Regions from separate parts of the Mus musculus genome. Here regions 1 and 2 are each linked to region 3. The links are chromatin contacts, called in public HiChIP or PLAC-seq maps. All regions are on one chromosome and are shown on one strand. Each heading gives the region's core, a stretch centred on a gene start, on an enhancer-like site or on the middle of the called end of the contact. The rest is flanking DNA. Distances are from core to core; before and after follow the strand shown.

Region 1 (3,808 bases), core at 968-3,467, 86 kb after region 3:
AAAAATGAGTCGCTTGAAACGTGCCCTGAGCCAGGACATTAGGGCAGCAGCAATTGGGAGCACAGAACACTCAGATCCAAACAGCTTCAGTTAGTGACAAAAGGTGGAGATGCTACTGAGGGAGACTATATACTCCTGTATCCAAGTCGCCGAGCTCCAAGACCAGCTGTACTCGGGCCCCATGTGCTGTGAGGCTGTGCTGGCACAGAGCCCCACAGCACACAAAAACTCATGCTTCCTGCAGAAGGAGACCAGGGAAGCAGCTCCGGCTATTGGGTATTTTTATTTCTTGTCACACATGCAGATCTGCATGGGTTGAACAGCCAAATAATTTCAGATAGAAGCCACCGTGTGAAGGGTGCCCTGACTGACCCCACCCCCCACCCCGTTCTGGGCTGTGTCCCAGTGACATTGCTGCCCACAAATATATGCAGGCCGAGTGGAGGAGGTGGCCTCAGGAGCCCCTGGCTGGTTTACAGGTAGGTAGCCGGCCATGACCCAGCCTGAGTGACCAGTGACTGTAGAGTCAGAGACTGCTTGTCACCTAACCAGCCCTTTAAGTTGGTCTGGTGGCAACATGCATCAATCCTCATGGTTTACCTCTCCTGCTCCTGAGGGGGAGGGCATGGGGGCGGGGAAGAAGCAGCCACACCTCCTCATCCATCTGCACCAGAGGCTCTCAGAAGACCAAGTTCTCTCAGAGATCTGTCCTCCACCCCCTCACACCTGCCATGTCGCCGGCTCTACCAACTCCTTGCCAAAGTACCCTGCTGTCTTCCTTCCGTTCTGTGAGGACACAGATCTCAGGATGGTTGGACTGTAGGGTTTTTTTATTTTTTGTTTTTTTTTTTTGTTTTTGTTTTTTTTTCCAGCAATCTGGGTCATGTTGTCCCTCTCCAGGGGAGGCTTTTCTGGTGGCTTCCCAGCAGGCCTTGCTTGGCATAGTTTCTCCTTCTGGGCTTCTCTCTGTACAGTCCCCGGGGCTCATTCTCGCTGTCTTAGCTCTTAGCGGGGTTTTGTTTAAATCTGTTTTTAGCATGAAGGGATCTGGAGGAAGGGAGAAGAGCTATAGCCCAGGCTCTCATGATACCTAAAATCGAGGTATCAAACATTGTTTTCTGTACCTGAAAGAACACATAAATTGTGCAAATGATGCAAGGGACAGCTGGGCTAGGCTGGGCACTATGACAGCGCTGTGACAGTGCCCAGCCCAGCTGTACACACCTCCTCATACAGACCCCACGGCTATTTCTTCCAGTCTTTTTCCGCCCCTGCCATCCCCAGCAATCCTATCTGGCGAATTCCCATTCTCCATCCTTTCCCTTCTTCATATGTTGCCTATAGTTTTTGTTTGTTTTGTTTTGTTTGTTTGTTTGTTTTGCCTTGGTGCAGGCAATTTTGTGCATCTTTTAAGGGGTGTGGCCCTCCAGCCCTTATCAGGGACTTTGCTACATCGAAACATGTAGTTGTTTTTGGTTTGCACATCTCTACTGCTACAAAGGCGTTGGTCTCTCACACTGTTCCTACCATAGTTTGTCTCTCCTGCTAACGCACACTTTGCCGTTTCTTTTCCCCATGAATGCACAGTTTGCCGTTTATGTCTCCCGTTAACGTACAGCTGGGTTCCATTCAGCTTTGCTGCGCTGAGGACGATTCCCCCTTCCCCTCGGGTTCCCATGTCAAGATGTCTGGCTATGAAATTGCAGCCTCCACTTCACTGGTAAAGGCCAAAGTGACCCCACCAGTTTATGTCCTCCATCCCATCCCTGAAGTGCCTGTGAGTTATCCACGTCTAAGCAAGTGCTTTAGAATGGCTGCCCACGGGGGATGTAAGCCATGCACAAGGAATCCCCTCTCCTCTCCCTTCAGAGCCGTGGAAGCAGTTTTCACTGGCTTGGTGCTGTTTGCTCATCTTCAAGTGAGTCCCGGGAGGGAGGGGCTCTCCTGGAGACGCTCCCACTGAACGGACCCAGAGGTGCTCCAGGCTGTGAGGGCTTGGAAGGTTCTTGCTCCGTGGAGCCCCTCCACAACACTCAGGATCTAAAGCGACAGGAGCTTGGTCTCTGGAACTCGACCACGTGAGAGGGACTTCCTGACTCTGAAGACTGGGCCCCCCCGCCCCCCCCCCCCCCCACACACACACGGAGAGAAGATGAGCCTTTAAGCCCAGGGCGCAGCTGCTGCTCAGCCTGGTGTCAAAAGATAAAGACGCAAACAGGAAACCACAGGCCAACGCATCTTACTAATACAGATTCAAAACTCTTCAACAAAGAGATAGCAGAGGGATCTTGCAGCAGCACAAGATTAAGATCCTCTTAACACTTGAGGTTCACCCTTGGAACCTAAGGCATCAAGATGTGAAGGGCTAGACTCAGGGACAGGCTACCTCAAAAACAAGACCGATGCAGAAAATTAATAAGGCACATCTTAATGAGATAAATGTTTAAAAAACACATGGCCATCCCAATAGACACAGAAAAAGTATGGGGTACATAAATCTAGTGCCTCTTCATAAGGAAAACAGTTGTTGAGGGAGGACCAAAAAGAGAACACACCTCCTGCCGATAGAGGACACCCATGAAAGCCCACAGATGAACAGGAAGACGAGGATACCACCTTCGAGAGATATTTCTATTCAACAGTGAGTTGGACGTTCTAGGAAGAAAGTTGGCAAGAAGAAGAAACAAAAGGATTCCAACTGAAAAAGAGGAAATAAAACTACAGTTATTGACAGGACACTTCATCTTATGCCTAGAAAATTATGAAAATGTCACTAAAAACGATGGCTTGTCAAGACTGTAGAATGTAAATTCAATATATAAAAATAACCATTCCTCTATACTATCAACAAAAGCAATTTAAGAAAATGGTTCTATTTTTTTAAATAGCAATCACAGAAAGCAAAATATGTAGGAATACATTTTTTAAAAGTATAAAATTTATATTCTGCAAAAAATACAAAGCAGCATTCAAATAAAGAAATTTCAAGTAAGTGAAAAGACAGCCTTTGTTCATGGGTCAAAAGACAGAGCAGGGATGACTTCCCCACAGTGCTGTCATGAACAGGGCTGCTCCCCCCCCTCCCCCCCCCCCCCCCCCCCGCCCTCCACCAGTGCTGTCATGAACAGGGCTGCTCCCCCCTCCCCCCCCCCCCGCCCTCCACCAGTGCTGTGGTGAACAGGGCTGACTTCCCCACACTGCGGTAATGGCTAGGTTGTTTGTTGTTGCCGTTTTGCATTTTCTTTGTATTTCCTAAGATTACATTTTTTTCCATATTTCTTCACATTCTAAGTTTTCCTCCCCCAACTCCCCCCAGGTTCTCCCTACTGTTCCACCTCCCTACTCCACACCCTTTGTCTCTTTAAAAAACAAAGAGCCCAAGAAACAAACAAAAAACCAAAAATTGAAACAAACAAAACACCAATAAAACAAACAGAAAAACAAAAACAACAAAAACCACCTCCAAAGCCCAAACCTAGCAAAATGAGTTAAAAGAAAAAGCTTCTCCGAAAACACCGTTGAGTTGGTTTTGTGTTGGCCAACTACGCTTGGCATGGGGCCCACCTGGGTGCACTCAGTGATGCTCCACTGGAGAAAACTAATTTTTCCTTTGCAAGTAGATATCAATTGCAGGTAGTTTCTTGGTTAGTGGTGGGAACCTGTGTCCACTTCTGCCACTCAGTACTGGCACCCTGTCTGGCTTGGACCTGTGTAGGCTCAGTTTGTACTGCCACAGTCTCTCTGAGTTCATAGGTGTGCAGTCCTGCTGTGTCTGAAAACCACTGTTTCTTGGTGTCCTCCGTCCTTT
Region 2 (3,601 bases), core at 105-2,604, 110 kb before region 3:
GGCATAGGCAGGAGGATTACAGCAAATTCAAGGCCAGTTTCTGCTACAAAGTGAGTTATAGCCTCGCCGGTGCTACAGAAGTGAGATCTTGTCTTCAAAACCAGAAGAACATGAAAACCCCTGGGCCTACACTGTTATTATTCTATCATAATTCCACTGTTGGGACTGGAGAAGTGGCTCAAAGGTTAAAAGCACTGGCTCCTCTTTCAAGGATCCAAATTCAATCCCCAACAGCCATAGAGACTCACAAACGAGTCTCAGGGTATACAACACCCTCTCTGGTTTTTCCAGACATTGCATTCATACATTAAATGACATTCATGTTAGAAACACACACACACACATCACACACTTTCTTTCCATGTATATATGTATGTATATATATATATATGCATTATATATAATTATATATAGAAGAAAAATATACCTTTATATATAGAATAATTTAACTTCAAAGAAACCAAACAGTAGAAATGTATATATCCTCTCTATACATAATTATATGTACATGTAGAGAGAATACATACATATCTATATGTATTGGTTTCTTTGAAGCTAAATTTAATTCCTTCATAAATTAGAAGGTAGTTTGTCAAAACTGATACCTGACTCATAAGGTTAGAATAGATTTTGAGCTGTTCTCTTCAATGCTTCCAGTCATCCCTTCTCTCAGAACCTCTCTCCATGCCAAGGCTGGTCCCTGGCACCTGTTCTAGACAGAACAGATCATCTTGGTGGGTAAGGCTTTGGCTGAGGTGGGTCAGTCAGTGGTGGAGCCTGAAGAGGCAGCTCCTGACACCGCCATCAGGAAGCAGAGAGGGGTCAGGCTGAGGTAGGGTTAGGCTGTAAGTCTTTCAGCCAGGTAGGCCTTATATACCAAAGATTCAAACCCCTGCTAGGAAAGACCAAGTGTTAAAACATATGAACCTGCGGGTGACATTTCACATGGAAACTGTGATTGTTACCTGAGAGGCTAGTGGTGTGGGAGGTGAGCGCTCTCTCTCACCCACTGTGCCCAACTTCACCAGGTAGTGTTACTGAGACTCACAGAGAGACAAAGCTTAGAGACATTAAGAACTTGCCTCAGAACACCAGGCAAAAAGTGATAAAACAGTGGTTCTCAGCTTTCCCAGTGCTGCGACCATGTAAAACAGCTCCACATGTTGTGGTGACCCTCAACCATATAATTATCTTCATTGCTTTTTCATAACTGTAATTTGCTTCCATTATGAGTCGCAATGTATATATCTGATATGCAGGATATGATATTCGACCCCTATGTAGGGTTGTCCCACCCTGCAAAGGGATCTTACCTCACAAGTTAAGAACCACTGTCCTAAAACCTCAAAGGCCATACTTCCTCCCACTCATTGAGGAACGAAGGTCATCAGGGCCAGCCATCAGTCTGCCACATTAAGCTCATGGCTGTCTAATTACAAATTTGACAGAAAGTTCAGATATTTATATTCCTGTCTTGTTTGCCCCAGTTTTCTTTTACTCTTCCAAAACAATTAACATGCTGAGCATGGTGATGTATGCAATCTAAACACGAGGAGGCTGAGACAAGAGGAGCAAGTTTGAAGTCAGCCAGGTCTCTACAGGAAGTTCCAGGCCAGCCTGGAAAAAGATCCCAGCACTAGGAAGTTCAAGACCAGCTGGGCATGGTGGCAAAAGCAGATGGATTTCTATAAATTCGAAGCTAGCCTGGTCTCCCTAACAAATTTTAGGATAGTCAGAGCTACAAAATAGAGAAACCCAGTCCAAAAAAAAAAAAAAAGAGGTACAAGTTCAAGTAGCCATCCTTAGCTACTTAGTGAATGCAAGGCTAGCCTGGGCTTCCTGCGATGTAGTGTAGGAGATAGAGACAAACATAAGACTTCTAGAGAGATTTATTTCTTTCTTTTCTGTTCTTTCTTCATGTGTATGAGGTGTGTACGGGCATGCCCTTCCAGGGGCCGGAGGAGGATACTGGATGTCCTGTTCTGTCACTCTGACATAGCCCCTGACACAGAACCTGGAGCTTGCTGTTCTGCTCAGTGTCAGGCCAGCACGCCCCGACCTCCTCCCACAACCCAGGTTACTGGTGAATGTGGCCGCTCTGCTTTTTACAAGGCTGCTGGGGTCAAGCTCTGCTCTCCACGCAACCTTTCCCTCAACCCAGTCTTCGTTGTTTATTCTAGTGTGCTAAGAGGGTCTTCCTGTACAGCCCAGGCTGCCCTTGAACTCAAAAGGAAATGGAAGTCGTGGCTTTAAGACTTCTTAGATTGGGGGTTGGAGACATGGCTCCGTGGTTAAGAATGTGTGCTACTCTTGCAGAGGACCTGAGTTCAGCTCCCAGCACCCACGTCAGGCAGCTCACAACCTCCTGTAACTCCAGTTCCAGGGGATCTAATACCCTCTTCTGACCTGCACATATATACATAATTAGAAAATTAAAAATGTCTCCAAAGAAAAGAACTCTTAGATTTAGGAAGGCATGGCAGCGTGGACTTGGGATCTCAGTACTTCGGAGGTGGAAGCAGGGGGGTGAGGAGTTTAAAGTCAGGCTCAGATGCTTAGTGAGTCTGGAGTCAGGAGGGAGAGGAAGAAGCACCCGCTGGAAGGAGCTTCAGGATAGAAACTTGCTATGCATAAGGCCTCCCGTCCAACCCCCAGCACCGGGGGCGGGAAGCTTGGTATCAGGTCTGTAATCCTGGGTATCAGAGAGAATGAGTCAGGAAGAAGCCCAGATCAAGGCCTGCCAGGGCGCTAGAACAGGTCTGTGCCAGCCTGGGCAATCTAGTGAGGCTTTGTCTTGAAATTAAAATAAAGGATGAGGGTGGGCAGAGGATAATGGCCTGAGGGGTGCTCACCCAACATGCACTAGGCCCAAGGTCAACCCCCATTATTGGGAAGGGAAAGGAGGGTGGGGATTTTTTTAATGCCATCATCTTATCAACAGATGAAAGTGTACATCCTTTGGTCTTTCCCAAAGAAAAAGTCTAAGCCTTATAGGTAAATGCATGGACAATGCCATGAACATGCTCTTAGACCACATCGCACATGCATAGTGAACACAGCTGACATTGGGGACAGTGACAAATTAGCTGCTCAAGTTCCAGCCTAAGACCTCATTTCAAAAAAGGAGTCTCTAAAAATGTTTAATTCTACCCCAGTAGACAGCTTCTATAAAGAGAGGGGCTGGGTGTGCAGTGTGTAGCTCAAGGCTGAGCTCTTGCTTCACATGTGCCCCGAGTCTTGAGTTCCACCCAAATGGTGCTTGTGTCTGTCTGGGTGATGGCAGGGGTGGGGTGTGTGTGAGGGGGTGGGGTGTGGGAGGGTGCGGTTGTCATCTTAATCAAAGCAGAGAATGAATGACAAAAGGTTTAACTCACATTTCACGCCCCACCGGCCCTCAGAAATCTGTGGGCAGCAGCAGCCACAAGAGGGCAGCAGAAGCAAACTCGGCACTTGCTATTACTGTATAAAAACTGGGGAGTAATTGTAGCCAGTCCACCCTCAACCCAAGAGAGCCTGCATTGCTCATAGATGAATTCTTCGACTTCATATTCTATACCGTGCTTAACTTAAATTCTCAATCCTCACTTTCCAAACCATTTTT
Region 3 (3,609 bases), core at 740-3,239:
GAGGTAGAAAGAGGGAAAGTTCTTTTCTTTCAGTCTTCCTGCCTAAAAACACATAGAAGTTTAGGGATGTGGCTCAATCGGTAGGCTGCTTGCCTAGAAAAAAAAAAAATATATATATATATATACACACACACATATATATGTGTGTGTGGTAATTGTTTTCTATTTAGGTCATTTTAAAATGTAGGAAAACTCTTTTAAGGTAAAACTACTTTTTAAAAAATTATCTCATTTTATGTGTATGAGTGTTTTACCTGTATGTATATCTGTGAACCACATATGTGCCTGGTCCCCTGGAGACCAGAAGAGGGGGTCAGATCCCCTAGAACTAGAGTTACAGTTGTGAGCTGCCACGTGGGTGCTGGGAACTGAACTCAGGACCTCTGAAAGAGCAGCCAGTGCTCTTAACCACTGAGCCATCTCTCCAGCCCCCAAAGTAGGAAACTTCTAATCTGTTTATTATCTCCAGAATTAAAGTCTAGTCAGTAGTGATGTGTGTGTGTGTTTAATGTATTAGAGAAGCCTTTTGAAGAGCCTACTCACACAGGCTTAAAATCTACATTAATATATTTTTAAATAGCTCTGATTCTGTCAAAAAGAAAGGTGGGGAGTGGATGGGGAGGAAGACCGAGGAAGGCACTTGTGAGCAGCAGCAGAGCCCTCTAAGGTCTCCCAGCTCTGGAGCATTTATTGACCTTGTATATCTTGCTTTACTTTCCCAACAGTGGAAGCGCTTGGAGCCGCCCGTTCCTACAGGACACCAGTAAAGAAGGCAGGAGCTCAGGATTGGCCAATGTGGCTGACTCACGAAGCATGGAGTGTGGCAAGCTTCCACTGTTGCATAACAAAAGCAGAGCTGTGCTTGGGTCTCATGGCATTTTGTAACTTCTTTCAGAAGTTTACCAGATGCTCCGTGTTAGAGATGGGTCTGATGTAATGTCCCGCAGAAAAACTAAATGGGACAAAAGCCATGGAGTACCACATGTCTGTGGTCACTCAGGAAGCCAAGACAGGAGGATGTCATGGGTTTATGGGCAGCATGGTCTGCAGACCTTGTCCCATAAAACCAAAAAGATAAAGAGGAGGAATTGGGAAGGTGTGGGGGGGGGGGGGGCAGGTAGTAATCAGAAACTCCTATCTTCTATAAAAATAATTCCTCTCACAAAGTAGGGGGGAAAAACAGTCTTGACAGATATAGTCTGGTTAGCTAGGAAAACCTCATACCCAGCAATCTGGCCTTTATGGTGAATTTTTAAATTAAAGGCTGACTAGGTATAGTGGCACACATCTTTAATTCCAGCACTGCACAGGCAGAAGCAGGCAGATCTCTGTGAGTTTGAGGTTAGCCTGATCTACAGTTTGAGTTCTAGACCTGTGAGGGCTACATAGTGAGACCCTGTCCAACAACAACGGGGGGGGGGGGGGGGGGGAGAGGAAGGGAAGGGAAGGGAAAGGAAGGGAAGGGAAGGGAAGGGAAGGGAAGGGACTTTAAATAGTTGAGGCTGAGGGTGTATAGCTCAGTGGGAGAGCATTTGCTGAGGCCTAGGGTTAAGCCTCAGCAACACAAACTCTTAACAACTGTCAATGGTACCAGTGTTCCTTTTGATGTCACAATGTACCTTTTGAATTTCCCACTGAGTCCTGAAGCAGGCCATGAAGGCCATGAAGATGGCAGGAGAAAGCATATATCTCAACTCTCCAATTTCTTCCTTAGAAAAACGACTATAAACAGCTTCCTTCCAGAATTCCTCAAGGACTTGGGAGCCTGGGAACACTGACCTTGTGGGATCTGTTGATTCACGTTCTCAATGCAGAAGTCAGTTCATTTGTGTGGAAACACTCTGCTGACCCAGCTCTGTCCCTCAAAACATGCAGTTTCCTCCTAAGGCCTCTATCTGCCCAGGCACCACTTCATGACTTAATTTCCTGATTCTTTCAGCACTGGGGCTCCAACCTGAGTCCTTGCATATCATAGGCAAGCACTCTACCACTGAGCCACAGCCCTGGCTCTTCAGATTATATTGATGCATACTCTGAGGGTGGTTCTTTGGGGGCTTCCCTGTGAACTAGAACTTCAGGGTCAACTCAGGTCACCTGTGCTTTTCTGAATGCTGGAAACAGGTGAGGCGTGCCAATGCATTCAATTCTGCTGAATACTTGGCTGCTGATCAACATCTAGGCCAAGTGATTTCAGGAGCATAATTATGCCAGGTGTGATGGTACCTGCCTGTGATCCCAACCTCAGGGAGGCAAAAGGATTTGGACTTTCAGGACAATCTGGGCTGCAAGTGAGATGCACACAACACAGAAGCAACCAACAAAGCTAAACAGCATAATTGTTAGATGTGTTGTGTGCTCAGGATGAATGACAAAGGGTCTTGCCATGAGCAGCTGTCCTCCTCATGGACCCTAAATGTCTTCTCAAGGACTAAATGAGCTGCACTGATGTGGCTCTCGAATGTCTGCTTTCCCAGAAATGTTACAATTTCAAAGCGCCAGAATGCAATCTGGAGACTCATTCACACATTCACAGGCATTTAAGTTGAGTTCAGATCTTCCTGTCTTCTTCTAATGTCCATCTCCTGGGACCTGGTCTTAGAGAAAGAGAACACAAGAATAACAATCAACTCTAGTGAGAAACACAGGAAAGGAGGCTTACCATGAGAAAACTCTCCCACTGTCTCCGTGCTCTGCTGAAGACAGCTGTGTCACTGAGAACCCAGCCTACAGCAAAACAGGAACTGGGTAGCCAACTACTTTCACTGAAGGGGTCTCGAGAGCAACCTCCTTTTTTAGCGTCATGTGCTGACGTGCGTTTTCCGAATTAGGATCTGAGTGCAACTGTGAAAGGTCACTTGCAGCAGACTTCCATGCAGGAAAGAGGCATGAGGCTTCCCGGTTTTTGTCAGCCCTAACACGATTCTTAAGACACTCAATTGGCTCAGCTGTAGAAAAAAGAAAGGGGGGGGGGGCGCCTTGGGACTGTGGGATTTACTGTGGTGATAGAAAGAGAAGAGCCAAGTCATTAAGGAACAAAGGAACTGATTTCAGATAGGATGAGCAGGACAGGCTACTCTGAGTAGTAAGCTAAGACTTAAAAGAAGAGAAAAATACATGGGGAGAGTTTCTAGGAAAATGGAACAACGTACGCAGAGACCCTTTGGCTGGCCAAGATTAGTGTTGAAAGCCAAAGACAGTGACACACAATGAGTTTGAGAAGATGGTTAGAATTTTTGGAGCTGGGGGGATACTTCAGTAGTTAACAGCTCTTGCAAAAAAAAAAGACCCAAGATTGACCCCCATTAACCACATCAGTGGCTTACAGATGCCTGTAGCTCCACTCCAGGGATTCCAATGCCTCTGGCCTCTGCGGGCACCAGCACTCATGAACACAGACGTGAGTGAATGCATGTTCATAACTTTTAGAAAGTAAAAATTTAAAAATCCTCACTATGTAGCCCTAGCAGCCTGGAGCTTGCTATGTTGATAAGGCTGGCCTTGAACTCTGTCTCTAGAAACCTTACCTCCAAAACAAAACAAAACAAAACAGGTTGGCCAGAAAAAGAGGCAGGCAGGAATAGAGGTGGACATGTTTGTGGTGGGCTTTGG

The links. HiChIP or PLAC-seq counts read pairs in DNA pulled down with a chosen protein or histone mark.
Region 1: an H3K27ac HiChIP or PLAC-seq map of the HPC-7 cell line shows a contact between it and region 3, with 5 times the contacts expected there. The contact joins the enhancer-like site here to the promoter of AU019990 in region 3. A contact is called at or near these places in 1 of 15 datasets of contacts at CTCF or cohesin (CD8 T cells), 7 of 484 Hi-C or Micro-C datasets (CD4 T cells, CD8 T cells, the G1E-ER4 cell line and 4 more) and 7 of 115 datasets of contacts at active chromatin or transcription factors (CD8 T cells, the HPC-7 cell line, bone marrow-derived macrophages and 4 more).
Region 2: a contact with region 3 is called in an H3K4me3 HiChIP or PLAC-seq map of bone marrow-derived macrophages, with 6 times the contacts expected there. The contact joins the enhancer-like site here to the promoter of AU019990 in region 3. A contact is called at or near these places in 14 of 39 promoter capture datasets (the C10 cell line, the HPC-7 cell line, cranial neural crest and 9 more), 1 of 15 datasets of contacts at CTCF or cohesin (CD8 T cells), 39 of 484 Hi-C or Micro-C datasets (8-cell embryo, the AtT-20 cell line, CD4 T cells and 24 more), 19 of 115 datasets of contacts at active chromatin or transcription factors (the HPC-7 cell line, bone marrow-derived dendritic cells, bone marrow-derived macrophages and 9 more) and 5 of 9 other capture datasets (adipose tissue, bone marrow-derived macrophages, embryonic stem cells and 2 more).

Annotation. Positions count from the first base shown.
Region 1 is chr2:132,510,965-132,514,772 of GRCm38.p6, reverse strand. It overlaps 1700026D11Rik (RIKEN cDNA 1700026D11 gene), which reads right to left. Exons shown (of 4, transcript NR_028286.1): 2 at 2,556-2,698. Among named protein-coding and RNA genes, the nearest start is that of 1700026D11Rik, 22 kb to the right of the region's middle. Within about 2 kb of position 2,217, at least 100 of the 459 cell types and tissues checked have an H3K27ac peak or open chromatin away from gene starts, as enhancers often do. A contact at or near this core is called in CD8 T cells, the G1E-ER4 cell line, the HPC-7 cell line and 5 more, where this site is marked.
Region 2 is chr2:132,701,439-132,705,039 of GRCm38.p6, reverse strand. All of the region lies in intron 2 of Shld1 (shieldin complex subunit 1), which reads right to left. Among named protein-coding and RNA genes, the nearest start is that of Gm38455, 4.6 kb to the right of the region's middle. Within about 2 kb of position 1,354, at least 9 of the 459 cell types and tissues checked have an H3K27ac peak or open chromatin away from gene starts, as enhancers often do. A contact at or near this core is called in Th2 cells and bone marrow-derived macrophages, where this site is marked.
Region 3 is chr2:132,596,576-132,600,184 of GRCm38.p6, reverse strand. AU019990 (expressed sequence AU019990) reads right to left here and starts at 1,989. Exons shown (of 6, transcript NR_033468.1): 1 at 1,780-1,989.